Linked DNA regions of Manis pentadactyla: region 1 is linked to region 2. The links are chromatin contacts, called in public Hi-C maps. All regions are on one chromosome and are shown on one strand. The core of a region is the stretch at or near the end of the contact, and the rest is flanking DNA. Distances in the headings are between cores, read along the strand shown.

Region 1 (7,077 bases), core at 1,302-3,801, 300 kb before region 2:
TATCAGTCAGTACTTATGTAATATGCCTTTGAGGCACCAGGTACTGGGGGACACCATTTGTACTTTGTTTTAGGATTTTCAGTTCTTTCTTCAAAACCTGTGCTTTCAGATTTTTTAACTAGTCATTGTATACATTGGTGTAAAATGATTTCTAGAAAAACAAAACCAAATGTTTTATAGTTACTGCTTGATTTCCAGTAGATGGCACCAAAAGCCCTTTGAGGTTGTTCATGATACTAATTCCTCTTGTTGGTGTTGCTGGATAATGGATCACTTCTCCTCACTACCACAAAGTAACAGGAAGGGTCCGTTCTTTCATCTAATTTTCAGATTGTTATATAACTTAGCATTTTTATTTGGAGTTTAAGATAAACCTGTTGGTGTTTAAATTATTAATTTGCTATTTCTGACTCAGATACAACTTTTTCCTTTTTTTATTTTTTATATGTGTGATTTTCAGCCAGGATGGTTTTAAGTGAAGGATCATGATAACGAAATTAAGAGTGGGTCTTAAAAAGAGTTGTGGGTAGGAGAAAGAATAAATAGACATGCTGAATATTCATAATAAAATTAAAGAGAAAATATAAAAGTATACAAAATCCACAATTGAAATGAAATCAGTGTTTTCTCTATTATGTTTTGGCACATAATTCATTTCATTACGATTTTCAAATATGTTGTACAAATAACCTGCAATTTTAAAATACTCTTTAAAATTTTTATATCCCCATTTTCATTTATTTCTGTGTTGACAACTTTTATCTTCAGTATATGTATTTATTAGTTTTCATAAAAAAATCAACTTTTAGATTCAGTTAACCCATAAAATCAGAAAATAGTTTCCTGTATGTAAAGCATGGGTTACTACATTTACTTATTCTAATTCTGTTGAGTTTATTTAATTTTAATGGATTTGTCAACCATTAAAAAGGACACATTTAAAATTTTCCCATCATAATTGTACATACAAGTTTCTCCTTTTTCCCCAGTGTTTGAGGATCAGTGTTTTGTGACTCAGTCTGGAAATGTTTCTTAACTGTTGTTTTTAGAACAACTGGCAGGGGAGCCTTGGTTGCGTGGGCTCTGGGTGGAAGAGATTTAGGTTCAGCTTCCATCTCCAGCCAAATGGATGATGAGGTAAGTCATTCAGCTTCCCTGGGCCTCAGGTTCCTCACGTGTAAAATAAAGATAATTAACACACCTAATGCGGTTTTGTTACAGATTATAGAGATAACGTAGGCAAATTACCTAACACATACTAAGGTATTGTTTTCATATATTGGCAACAGCAAACTTTTTTTTAAAGGTTTGTGAAATATGTTCATGCTTTATTCATTTCTATATTCAGGTTCTCAACTTACCGAAAATTTTATTCCAACTTTTTTAAGTGGACATGTCAGTATGTTAATAATGTAACTTGGGTCTCAAGATAGCTCTCATCTCATAAATCTTGATAGGCTTAAGGAACAATCCTTAAACGTTTCGTTCTTTAAACATTTATATTGATACAAACACCATTTTTAGCTATCTTGAAGTATCCTTGAATGTTTTCATCTAGAATTAAAGGGGAAGGAAAGACCCTGGAAGAGCTCTTTAGGTCAGAGAATCTGGGAGACTGAGCGTCATTCTGTAGGCACGGGAAGTTTCTGAGCTTTAAAACCCACTCGCGTGAGGGAGTAACGCCAGCACCTGGGCGTAGGGAGTACCTTGTGGGAGGCGCTCAGTGCCGCTTACAGCCACCAGACTCCAGCGCTTTCCGAGAGAGAACGCTGAGACCAAGCTTTTCCCTTCAAGGCTCACCAGGCCGGCCCCCCACCGGGATTTTGGTGCCGCTCTCCCTTCTGGAGACTTACTCAAATCCCTCTACCGTCCCCGTCTCGGGAAGCCTGGAACCTCTGAGCCGCGGCCGCCAGACCGAGGACTCTGGTTCCGAAACCGAGTGGGGCAGAGCTCCCAGGCAACGCGCGGTAACAACCTTCCACTTCAGAGGCGCCCAGCAGGGCCCCGCAACTTTTCCCCTGGGACAGGTCCTGGCAACAGGCCCCAGGCGGGGCAGGGTGGAGCCGAGTTCCGCGGCCGCCGGTGAATCAGCGCTGCTCGACTCCCGGTCTGCCCCGGTAGCCAATGCCAGATCCAGGGAGGAGTAGCCGGGCCGGGGACCCCCAGCCACTCAGGGCTCTCTGGGTCTGGAGAAAGGTGACGTCATCGTAGCTGGGAGGTTTCAGAAGGTTTCACCAATGGGAAACAGGCAAAGTGGCTTGCTTTCTGTAGCTTTTGGCCAATGGGAACAAAATAGAAGGGGCCTGGTTGTCGGTATAGACCCAATGGAAAATAGGGAAGGAGTACGAGGCGGAGTTGCTAGCACTGTCACCAATTGGAAAGAGGGGGTGCAGCCCGGGCCTTGTCAAGTGTGACCAACCCGGGAGAGGAGCGGACCCCAGGGGGCGTGGCCCTGATGCCCTTTCCCAATCGGACAAGCTCAGGGGCTGGGCATTCTTTGGGGTACCCAATGAGGAACGCAGCCGAAGAGAGCCTGTCAAGAGAAGGGGCTGGGGGCGGGGGGATGGTGAGCCGGGGATAAACACTGCGCGACGGTGGCGGCTGCTGCTTTTCTCCGGGTTCTGTCACGGTGTGTGTGGTGCCCAGCTCACCTGCCCCCTCCCCCTTCTTGCGAGCGTGGTCGCCGGAGAGGCTCTCTCAACCCTGTTCTGCGGGGTCCACAGCGGGGCGAGGGTGTCCGGCGGCGGTGAGCTCGTGAGCCCGTGAGCAGTGGGGGTTGGTCCCGTGGCTCCGGCCCCCGGTGCAGAATGGCGGCGGCGGTTCGGATGAACATCCAGATGCTGCTGGAGGCGGCCGACTACCTGGAGCGGCGGGAGAGAGGTGCACGGGGACGGGAGGGGTTCGGGCCGAGACCCGGCCAGGGCTCTGAGGGTCCTGGCCGCGGGTCGGGGCTCTGAGGGTCCTGGCCGCGGGTCGGGGCTCCCAACCACTCTGGGGATGGTTGGAGGCTCGAAGAGGGCGACCGCGAGCGCTCCCAACCTCTCCAGTTCTCTCCACGCGCGGTCCGCTGGGAGGCTGCCGCTGCCCCAAAGGCAATGAATGAGTGTGGCAAAGGGGCCGCTGCCCACCGAGGTCCCAAGCGTGACCCCTTCTTCCCTTCACCCCGTGGCTAGTGGGGTGCCCGGGGACCGCTCAGCCAGGCCCTTGGTTTACCTCAGCGGGGCTTGCCCCGGCCGGCCCCTACGTGGGCCTGCTGGAGGAGCAGCGCCTCTCCTGTACGGCCCCGCAACCCCCGACCCTGACTCCCGGTGTTTGCCTAGCATCTTCGCCTGAAGCTGGTCCCACTTAACACACACCAACCTGCTGGACGTTGCCAACGGGAAACCCAGGCTCCATGAGCTTGGCGACTTATGTGTCTTTCTCAACAATGAGCAACTAGAATGCTCCTTACACCTGCTCCGAACAGAGGGTGTTCGCACAATTTTAAAAAACAGTCATTGTTCTAAGAATTCCACGTTGCTCCGTTTATTTTCACATTATTCTTTTAATGAAAAATAAGTACATTTTGAAAAGGAAATACTGTGTAGGGGAAAGAGTATTGAGTGTTTTGGGCTCATTCATTAACTGGATCCTCCGGTTTTCTAGAAGCTGAACATGGTTATGCCTCCATGTTACCATACAATAACAAGGACAGAGATGCCTTAAAACGGAGGAACAAATCCAAGAAGAATAACAGCAGTAGCAGGTAATTTGGTAAATATTTCTCTTTCTCTTTTAGATTATACTGCAAATGACACAAACTGCAGAATGGAAGTTGCCTGTTGTAATTATAACCCTGTAAATTAAGTGACTATCATGATTCAGTAATGTATACATGGTCTTAAGCCATTTGAGGAAGCAGCCCTTCTGTTTGGGGTTAGGGAACTGAAGAAAAGAGAGAAATGGAAATGTTTGATATTTCTTTATGAACTTTCTAAAAAATTTAATTGTGGTTTTCTTCCCTTTTGAAACAAAACTCTATGAAAACTTCCAGTGAGATCAGCAACACTGACAGTATTTTGCCTTCAAAAGTTGCAGATTCTTTTTCTATAATTGAAAGTTTAATTGTTTTCTATATATTGAAAAAGCTGGACATTATTTCTCTTGATTTTTCATAGTGAAGATTTTATAAACGTTACAGTATCTGACTTGACATAGGTGGTAGGATTTCATATTGACATACAAATTCAGTGGTTTATCTGATGAATTTTTCACATCTGTGTATAATGGCAAAGAGGAATGATTAAGGTTAAAACCTACCTTTTTGGTGATAGAAGAGTATATAACATTAATATACTAGTATACCACCACCTTTTTATGTTAGCCTCATAGTTTTTTAAATCTCTGAATCTCACTGGAAAGTATTTGGTTCATGGTCAATGAAATCACATATTAAAGCCATGAACATAGTCCCTGGTACATGTAAGTACCCCATTAATGCTATTGCCCCTTTTTTCCCTTAAAATAAGTTAACTAGGAAGCCTGTTTTATGAGATCTTTTTGAATTATACCTTTCATTCCAATAAATTAAAATCACTGATATTTTCATCACTGATTTAGAATCCTTATCCCTCTCCCATCCTCATGAATAACTCCCTGCATGTAACTATTATCTGTTCAGCTTTGTGGCACAATACAGACCACTAGAAGCCAGAAGGTTCCCACTTGAGCCTAAAACTCAATTTGTTCTTGCTGCCACTTCTGTCCTTGATTCACCCCATTGTCCTTAGTGTTGGTAGAACCACAGGATGTGAGTACCTCTTGAATAGGAAGGCATGGAAGGCACGTGAAGGATGAACCTGGTAATTAACTACCTGGTGGTTTTGCCTCTCCCATCTTTAGCATTAACCTGAAGGTGGTAGCCAATAAGTGTGCATGGGTACTAAGGCACCCATTCATAAGAAAGATATGAATAATCACTTGTATTATGCAATGGTATAAAATAACTTAGCTGTGTTGTGTTTTGTTACAGTATTGGTTTTTAAAGTTTTATATATAAGAACTTTGAAAAGGTTTGGTTTACTTTTCTGGAAAAATGTAGTCCATTTGTTGCTTTTATTCTTGTCTCCTCATGGTTTGTGGGGAATTGTCCACATTAATAGTCAAAGCTTTATCCTTGGCACTTTACTTTTTCCCAAGTTTCACAGGAAAGTTGGTGGGGGGATGTTCAGTTGTGGAAAGAGGAAAAAAGGGGATGTTGAAGAGAAGTAGCTTGGTCCCAAAAGGTGATTAGGAAGGAAAAATAATAGTTGAGCATTTCAAGCCAAGAAAAGATTATCTTCTCTTTAATATCCAACATTATTTCTGAAAAATGGCTGATTTTTGGAAAAACTGTGTTACTTCTGTTCATGGGTTTGGATTGCTTTCCATGGTTAGAGACAGGAGGCTATCATGTTGTCCATGTTCTGAACTAATAGTATATTATTGTAACAACTTCAGTGGTGCAGGGATCTCTGAGAGACCATGGTTAAACCTGGAGATGGCACCAAGCAAACAGATGAAGCAAGAGCAGGTTGTTTTGTAAATGTGATCATTTCCTTCATGAGCTGTTTGGAATGACCCTTACCTGGGCAGTGAGAGATCTCCCCAGAGAAGGCAGTTTGACCCCTTGATTTGAATTAGACTTACATCCAAGGCCATGTATGGTCAGGATTTTGAACTGAGGTAAAGACTGTGGAGAGATTACTGCTGGTTTACATAACCAGTGGGTAACAGTTTATTCTTGTTAATTCAGATTGAAATGCTGTGCTCTTTGTAGAATCAGGGGGTTACTTTTCCTTGGACATTTAAAAAAAGAGTCACATAGTAAACTTCCTGGGAAGTGAAAATGCAGATCTTAATCAAGTTTCTCTAGTTTAAAAAAAACAACAAAAACAAATGAAAATGTGACTGTTGATTATTTTGGAGTCATCCAGAAAACTACTAGAAAACAGAGAGATGGAACCTTTTTTTCTTTCCTACTGATTTTTAAAATCGGTTAGTAAATACTTAGAATTGAAATCCAGAGTTTTTAAGTGTATGTTTTGTTAAGTTGGTAAAGCAGGCTTTGGCACTTATGAAAGTGGAAGTTCAGGACTTGCCACCTAGTTCTTTCATTAGACAGTAGCTATATAGCTGACCTCACATAGGGAGTCTTTTTGAACCCAAAGACTTTTCCTTTTCTCAGATACTCTATAGTTTGCCTTAGTTACCTTAATGTTAAGAGTATATTTTTTAGATGGTGACACTGAATCTTTAACAGTGATTCCAGAGTTACCAAATCTTTTCAATAATCACATGGATTTCTTTAATGAAAAATATATGGTTTACGCATCAACAGAGTTGGCAGTCAATCTTTGATCATTTTTTGAAAAGCCTACTTTTTATTAAAGCAGACTCAGTTTCAGTAAACTGAATATACTTCAGTAATGCCCTAGCCAGTAAGTATGACTCCCCTTGGAAAAATCACAATGTGTTCAGCTCTTTTAAGTAAACAGATAAAATCTGTAGTTCCTAAAATTCTGTTCAAAGTTTGGAAGCCATTTCCTATGGAATTTGTTAAAAAGCTTCTTTTGGGGATTCAGAATTTTTCATATGTATCTTCAAAGAATCCAGAAGTTTTTGTAACAATGTCCTGTGTGCTGTTATTTTCTACAATCAGAGACCATGTTCTTTTCAAATACCTATCCTCTCTTCCACCACCTCCCAATGATGGCCCTTGTCAACGATTAAGCAGGGAAATCCTGACCAGCTGTTGTCATATACTTTCATGCATTTAAAAAATCTGTCAGACTTTGAACTTGTTAGTCTCTGTTAAAACTAAAATGCCACGTGCTTTAAAGCCAAAGGTTTGCAATGCAGGCCTGGTTCTTGTTAACTGATTCGCTGCTGGCCATTGCAGGAAGTAAATCTTCAGAAAATGTAACTGAAGAGGGCTGAGGGATAACCAAATACATCAATTTAAATGTTTTAAGGTAACCAATTTTAAGGTCTACATATCCTTTATCTAGAAAACAGATATTCTAAAACTTAAAATACTGCCATTACTTTCTTGTTCTT
Region 2 (6,344 bases), core at 2,760-5,259:
ATTCATAAAGGGATCAAATCCCCTCAATATTCCTTGGACATGTCTGCCACCATTTAATTTCACTATAAAGAGGGAAGAAAGTTTTAATGAAAGTGATCATTATCAGCTATTCGTTAAATATTAGTCGGTATAAAATCCAGGTATTTTGAGATACATAATCCGCTATCCTTACTATGTGCCAAGGACTGGGCTAAACATTTCATATATATTTTTCACATTTAAATTTAACCAGAATCTTAAAAAGTAGTATTATCCTAACTCTTTATGAGGGAACTTAAGTAACTGGTTCAAGGTTATATAGTTAGTGTGTGGTAGAGCTGGGTTTCAAACTGAAGGCTGTTTTGCCTCTGAAGCCCGTTTTAACCCTTATGTATATTAAGTACTGTACAGGTCAGATTTTTCATCCATGTCTGTCTTTTGATTAAAGGAAAAAAGGATGGTAAATTTTCAAATATTACAAAATAGGAAAATCCTGTTAATCCTGTCAAAATGGGGAAGGTAGGGCTTATATGAAACAATGAGAAGTCTGAAGTACTATGAAATTGATTAAATATCAGAAATTAGGTAAATTAGGATTTAGTTAGGATTTTAAGTAAACCTGATTAATGGATGTGAATTAGAGACTCTGTGTGCTTTGAACGTCTGTAAATTGCTCCAAACATTATATACTGCCAAGACACATACAAAAAGCAAGTGAGTAATTAAAAAACAAAACAAAAATAACTTACATGATAACTTTTTGTCCATAAATCTGAAAAAATAAAAAGGAGACATAACTGATCTTAAAAACTTTAGCATAAAAAAGAACAAAAGTAGGTATAATCAATATAATTTGCTAAAATTTACATAGTAGGAATAAAATTTCAAACAGTAAAAGCCTATGTTGCTGCTGTAAAAGATGAGGGAGTAATGGGCCACCTCAGTCAGTACTTACACAAAGCACTGTAATTTGGGAAGGGCAAGATAATAAAAGGAATGGATCTAAAATATTAATATACATTAAATCAAGTCTTTATACTAATGTGAATTACAAATACATTCTTGTTCAATATTGGCCTAATTTTCAATGACTGGATTTTATAGCCAAAAGAGAAAAAGATTTGGTTATTTCCAAAACCAAACAAAGCTGTTAAGAAACCAGGAGGTAATCAAACCACACCCAATTCAATAGGTATTTTATTTTATAATTGAGACAGTAGTGTTTTATTAAATATTAAGTGGGGCTAATACCCAAAATATGTAAAGAACTCATATGCCTCAACACCAAAAAAACAAATAATTTCGTTACAAAATGGACAGAGGACCAGTTTTCCAAGGAAAACACATAGATGGCCAACAGGCACATGAAAAGATGCTCCACATCCCTAATCATCGGGGAAATGCAAATCAAAATCAAAATGAGATTATCACTTCACACCAGTCAGAATGCCCACCATCTAAACACAAGAAATAACAAGTGTTGGTGAGGATGTGGAGAAAAGGGAGCCCTCCTACACATTTGGTGGTGATGTAAATTGGTCCAGCCACTGTGGCAAGCAGTATAGGTTACTCAAAAACCTAGAAATAGAAATATTATATGACCCAGTAATTCTACTTTTGAGAATTTACCCAAATAGAAAGTATCTGATTTGAAAAGAAAAAAAAAATTAAGCATCCATCTTAAATGTTCAGGATATTCTTCAATACCTAAGTATATTTTAGTAAAATAACTGCATATTTTGAAGCTTTAACAATTTGAATTAAAAAAGAAAATGCCATCTCAGCAAGGCGGTATGAATACTAAGCAATTAAGTCAAACCACTTTTTACCTCTTCCAGTTCTAGGCTAGAAAACCGAAAGTTTCATTCCACTTTAGTGTACAACACATCATACGAGAATTCAAAGATAACTAAGACATGGAGCCTGACAGAAGATGCAAGATACATTTACAAATAAAAATATATAGTATGATGTATTAAATAACCTATTCTAATATATTAAACGAAAGCAAATATAACATACGAGCTTATTTAATCCTTATGACAACTTTAAAGCTACATACGATTATCACCACCATTTCACAAGATGGGGAACTGAGGCTTAGAAAAAGTTAAGTAAAATTGTCCACGGTCACATAGCAGGTGAGAAAGTTTGGGCAAACAGTTTCGTTTGGATGGAGAAGAGGGCATTCAAATACATGTGTGTGTAATATTTGGTGCTTGGATTTCAGATGGAGGAGCTTGGATGCTGGGTGAAGAAGTCTGTACTGTATTAATGCAGTGGTTAAGTTATTAAGGCAGAGCCAGTTATTGCCAAGACTACTTGGCAGTGATTTTTTAAAGAGGTGTGAGGGAAAATGCGGTTAGGCCAGGTTACCTCAACTTCACCATACTGACCTATGTGGCCAGATGATTGTTGTTGAGGGATGTCCAGTGTACTGTAGGGTATTTTGCAGTACCCCTGGCCTCTACCCACCCCATGCTGATACAATCAGACTCCCCACTCACCAGTGAAGAATCAGTTATGCGAAACCACGAGGAGGGTATAAAAGTGTAAAAGATGGCATGTGTGAGAAAGTAAAGGAAGAAACATTTTCAAAGTCATTTTGACTTTCTGACAGGATTTCCTAATTCATGAAATCTAGGTATGAGAAGAGAAAGGTATTAAAACTAGTTTCATCCTCTGAAATTCTCAAGTATCTGTTAAAAATCAGAAAGGAAATCTGAAATTACAAGTACAGCCTGGTCCTTTTGCTAAAAAAGAATTAACCATTTCACCAGTTCCTGATGAATCCAGAGGACACAAGATTTTGCCAAGATCACCAATCAAAGAATATCTTTTAGACCTGCATTTTCACAATAATTTATATTTTTCTTAATGTCAGGCTTATGATTTAATAATTGTCTTTAACAGATTCAAATATAGTTTTTAACCCAAAAGATGGCTTTGATACAAACAGGCACTTACATGCAGAATTATTAAATGAGATTTTTCGAAAGTTTTTTACTTCTTTATGGAGCTAGTAATAAATGAACTATAAACAAGGTGCCCAGGTGGCTGCCACACAAATTGATCCCTGGATCAATTCTGCATAATTTGTGCTAACCAACAACCACTACATGCAGAATTCTAGCATTACATGGTAAATACAAGAAAGAGAAGTACTTTGGAAACATGGTACATGTTAAGTTCAGTCAAGAGTTTTTGAGGAGGTTGAACATTTAAATCGGTCACTGTCTAACGTAGGAATATCCTACTTTAGAGATGATTTTATTGGGTATCGAAAAAGCGACCAACCTATCCTCTAATTAGAAAAATGAATGTTCTCACACATCTCTGTTAACAGAACAAGGTTTCACATGACATTACAGTTTAACAAGTACAAGCAAGCAAGAAAAAGGAATGGGATTACTAAATTAAAGTTCGAAGAAACAGCTACAAACGTGGGTTTTGGTTAAGGTAGATTTTGATTCCTCATATACTACTAAGCATTTTCATTCCACGCACCTCCTTACATAATTACTCTCCAGTCACTTATCTACAACTTAATGCTATTAAAGATGCTCAACAAAAGGATGGCATTCGAGATCTCCAAGTAACGAGGGAGAGAGCACGAGGGAGTGTACTAAGAAGACGTGGGCCAGAAACTCGAGCCAGAGAGGCGAGTCTGCAGAATGGAGGCGCCTTCGCCAGCTTTGGTAACCATGCCGACCAGGCCCTGAAGAGACATTTGCGCGAACTGCAGGCGCGGAAGCGCGGAACCCTGGCCGGTATCTCGGCGGCCTCGGGCGGGAGTAAGGGTGCCAGGCGCACTGATGGGAAATGGAGGAGGACCTAAGAAACTCTAAGCACGCTAAGAAGCTGCCACTTAAGCGCGGTCCTCACATATACTTACTTTTTCAATTCGGGAGGGTGAGCTTTGCTCATGGCGCCCACACCGCGAGCTCAAGGATTCCTCCAAACGAATTCGCAGCCCACTTCACGCTCCCGCGGTAGGCCTGGCGTTTTGCGTCTGACGTCAACGATCCCATTAGCCAATCGGTTGCTGGAAGCTTTCACATTTTCACCTCGCGATACTTAGGGGAAGCCTGATGGAGTCGATCAGCTCTAGCTTCCGGTTGCGTTGCCCGCGACTGGCTAGGATGAAGCGGGTGGGGCCTCAGGGCGTTTTCCTTAATTCTGAGTGTTCTGTTAAGTGTGCGTTCTATAAAACCTCTGGTCTACACCAGTCAATCACTTATCTTTGTGGATCGCATCGGTTATCTTCTTCACATAGACCAAACAGAAATCTCAGGAGTGGGCCTCTATTTCTTGGGCATGTATTTTCACAGTATATTGTCATGCTAAGCCTAGTGTTCCAGCAACATCTTAGTGACCTCTGCAACAGAAGAGCAGGGTGACGGGGCCAGTCTTAAGAATTTTAATCTAGAGCGCGGAAGTGTATTTCCAACCGATGCTCCTGCAATTCTAACACTGCTTCCAGAAGAACCCCCACTTAACGTACCTTGCCTTATATGTAAAATGTTAACTGCAGCACACAAACGCTAATACGTGGTACTCATTTTCAAGTCAAGAGCATTGTGAAAATCGGTCGTCAACTTGTTCTCAGTTAAATCACCCAAAATAGGAGAATTTACTATGAAATAGGGATTACGGAAGAGTTGGCCAAAATAGAGAAATCCTGGTGATTCTAAGTAGGGGACGGTTCTCAGAAGTTCAATTTATTACTAACGTTCAGTAATGGCTATACTTAAATACCCATGGTAATAAAGACAAACTCATACAGTCTGTACTTCTGGTACTCAAAATCCTAGATGTTGCATTTTCTCTAGAGGGGTCATAACTGTGTACCTTTCCACCATTTGCTATTACTGTTTACCTGAAGCTAGGACCTGACATGAGTACTCAATTCTAGCCTTATAGTTTCTGTTTACACTGATGGACTTCAAGACGTAGTGCCCTAGCCTGTTCTCAAAGTTTCCCCCATTTACATTGGATCAGTCCTGTATCCCAACCATAACACTATATTCACTCTTCTGGACCTCTTAAGAAACTTACTTCACATATTACAAAGAAAAGCATCCTAATAAAGTTATATATTCACTGCCCAGATAAAAGGGAAGAAACACAATACTGGAGGAAAAATTAAACTTTATTTTTTAAAATTGAACAAGTAGGAAAATATATCACAGCCCCCAAACAGCACAGACAGGCTCTATTATAATTTCAAGTAGTAAGTTGGTAAAACAACAACTAGGTCCTTATAAAAATGATTAAGGTACCAAAGCTGGGGCAGGAACACTGATTGTTGCAAAGGCCCCAGGCAAAAGCAGTATTTGGTACTGGGGGACTGCCCCTTTTTTGCTCTAAAGGAGTCACAGCTTGCCCCTGAGTCGCTTACATTTTCTCCCTTGACCTTCCTGTTGCCCAGGGACTATATCAATAGGGCTCTGTTATTTCAGGAGGCAGTAATACTGACTGGGTTTATTTCATCCCATTCTGTTCTATGAAAACCCAGTTTTCCCAAATCCAGTACTTTGTAACTCTTAAGCAGCCAACAGTGCCTCTTTCGTTGGTCATTCCTGGATACCGGTATATAGTACAATGAAAACATCCTTTCCCTTCAAGAGAGTGTTATTGCAAGATCGTCTTGTTACTAGCTGCGGATAGCCTCAGGGCCCATCATGGCTGCCAGTGAGAAAAGGTCTGCTTTTCCCACACCCAGTGTGACATTGCCTCTCATGTTTTTGCAGGGTGTCCAGGCTGAAATATGTATGAGTATTTCAAGAAATGCATATCCACATCCTGACTGCCACAAACGGATATCCCTAAGAAACCTTTCAGAGATCTTATCCCAACTACCTCTCCCAACTCCATATCCTAAGTCAACCCTATTCCCTTGTCTATAAAACAAAATCAAGCAAAGCAAAGGCCCAGAAACCATTCTTCCCTTCTAAATTAGTGCTCTCATGGATTTTGTTTTACAATTTATGGAAAATGGCGTGGTGACCCTTCTAGTAAACAGGAGGTTGGCAACAAACAGAAACATTTCTCCTCACACTCTACCAGATAACAGGCAGATGACAGGAAACTGCCAGGCTGTTGGTACCTGTGTACTATTAAGAATCTGGTGCATTGGAGAGTTCTGTCTTGGTACAAGGGAGATGTCTACTGCCAGGAAAGTACTTGCCACATGAAATTTAGGCTATCAAAAACTCTCCTGTGATCTCTCTGACCCAAATTTTAGCACCAGTTTTTTTTCCACTTCACTTTCTAGGGCTGAAACGTAAAGGAACCAGTGTCCAGAGGCAAGTAACATATGTCTTAAACTTGCTGCCATTCTTAATTTCTTCACTCATAAACTT

Evidence for each region. Hi-C and Micro-C count contacts between places; a contact is called where the count stands out from the background.
Region 1: a Hi-C map of blood shows a contact between it and region 2, with 5 times the contacts expected there. The contact joins the promoter of MXD1 here to the promoter of SNRPG in region 2. A contact is called at or near these places in 3 of 3 Hi-C or Micro-C datasets (blood, fibroblasts and skin fibroblasts).

Annotation. Positions count from the first base shown.
Region 1 is chr2:176,766,666-176,773,742 of mManPen7.hap1, reverse strand. It overlaps MXD1 (MAX dimerization protein 1), which reads left to right and starts at 2,551. Exons shown (of 5, transcript XM_057497108.1): 1 at 2,551-2,880; 2 at 3,646-3,745. The coding sequence starts at 2,808.
Region 2 is chr2:176,465,005-176,471,348 of mManPen7.hap1, reverse strand. SNRPG (small nuclear ribonucleoprotein polypeptide G) reads right to left here and starts at 4,009. Exons shown (of 4, transcript XM_036908301.2): 1 at 3,875-4,009; 2 at 729-751; 3 at 1-62. The coding sequence starts at 3,906. FAM136A (family with sequence similarity 136 member A) reads right to left here. Exons shown (of 3, transcript XM_036908303.2): 3 at 5,113-6,344.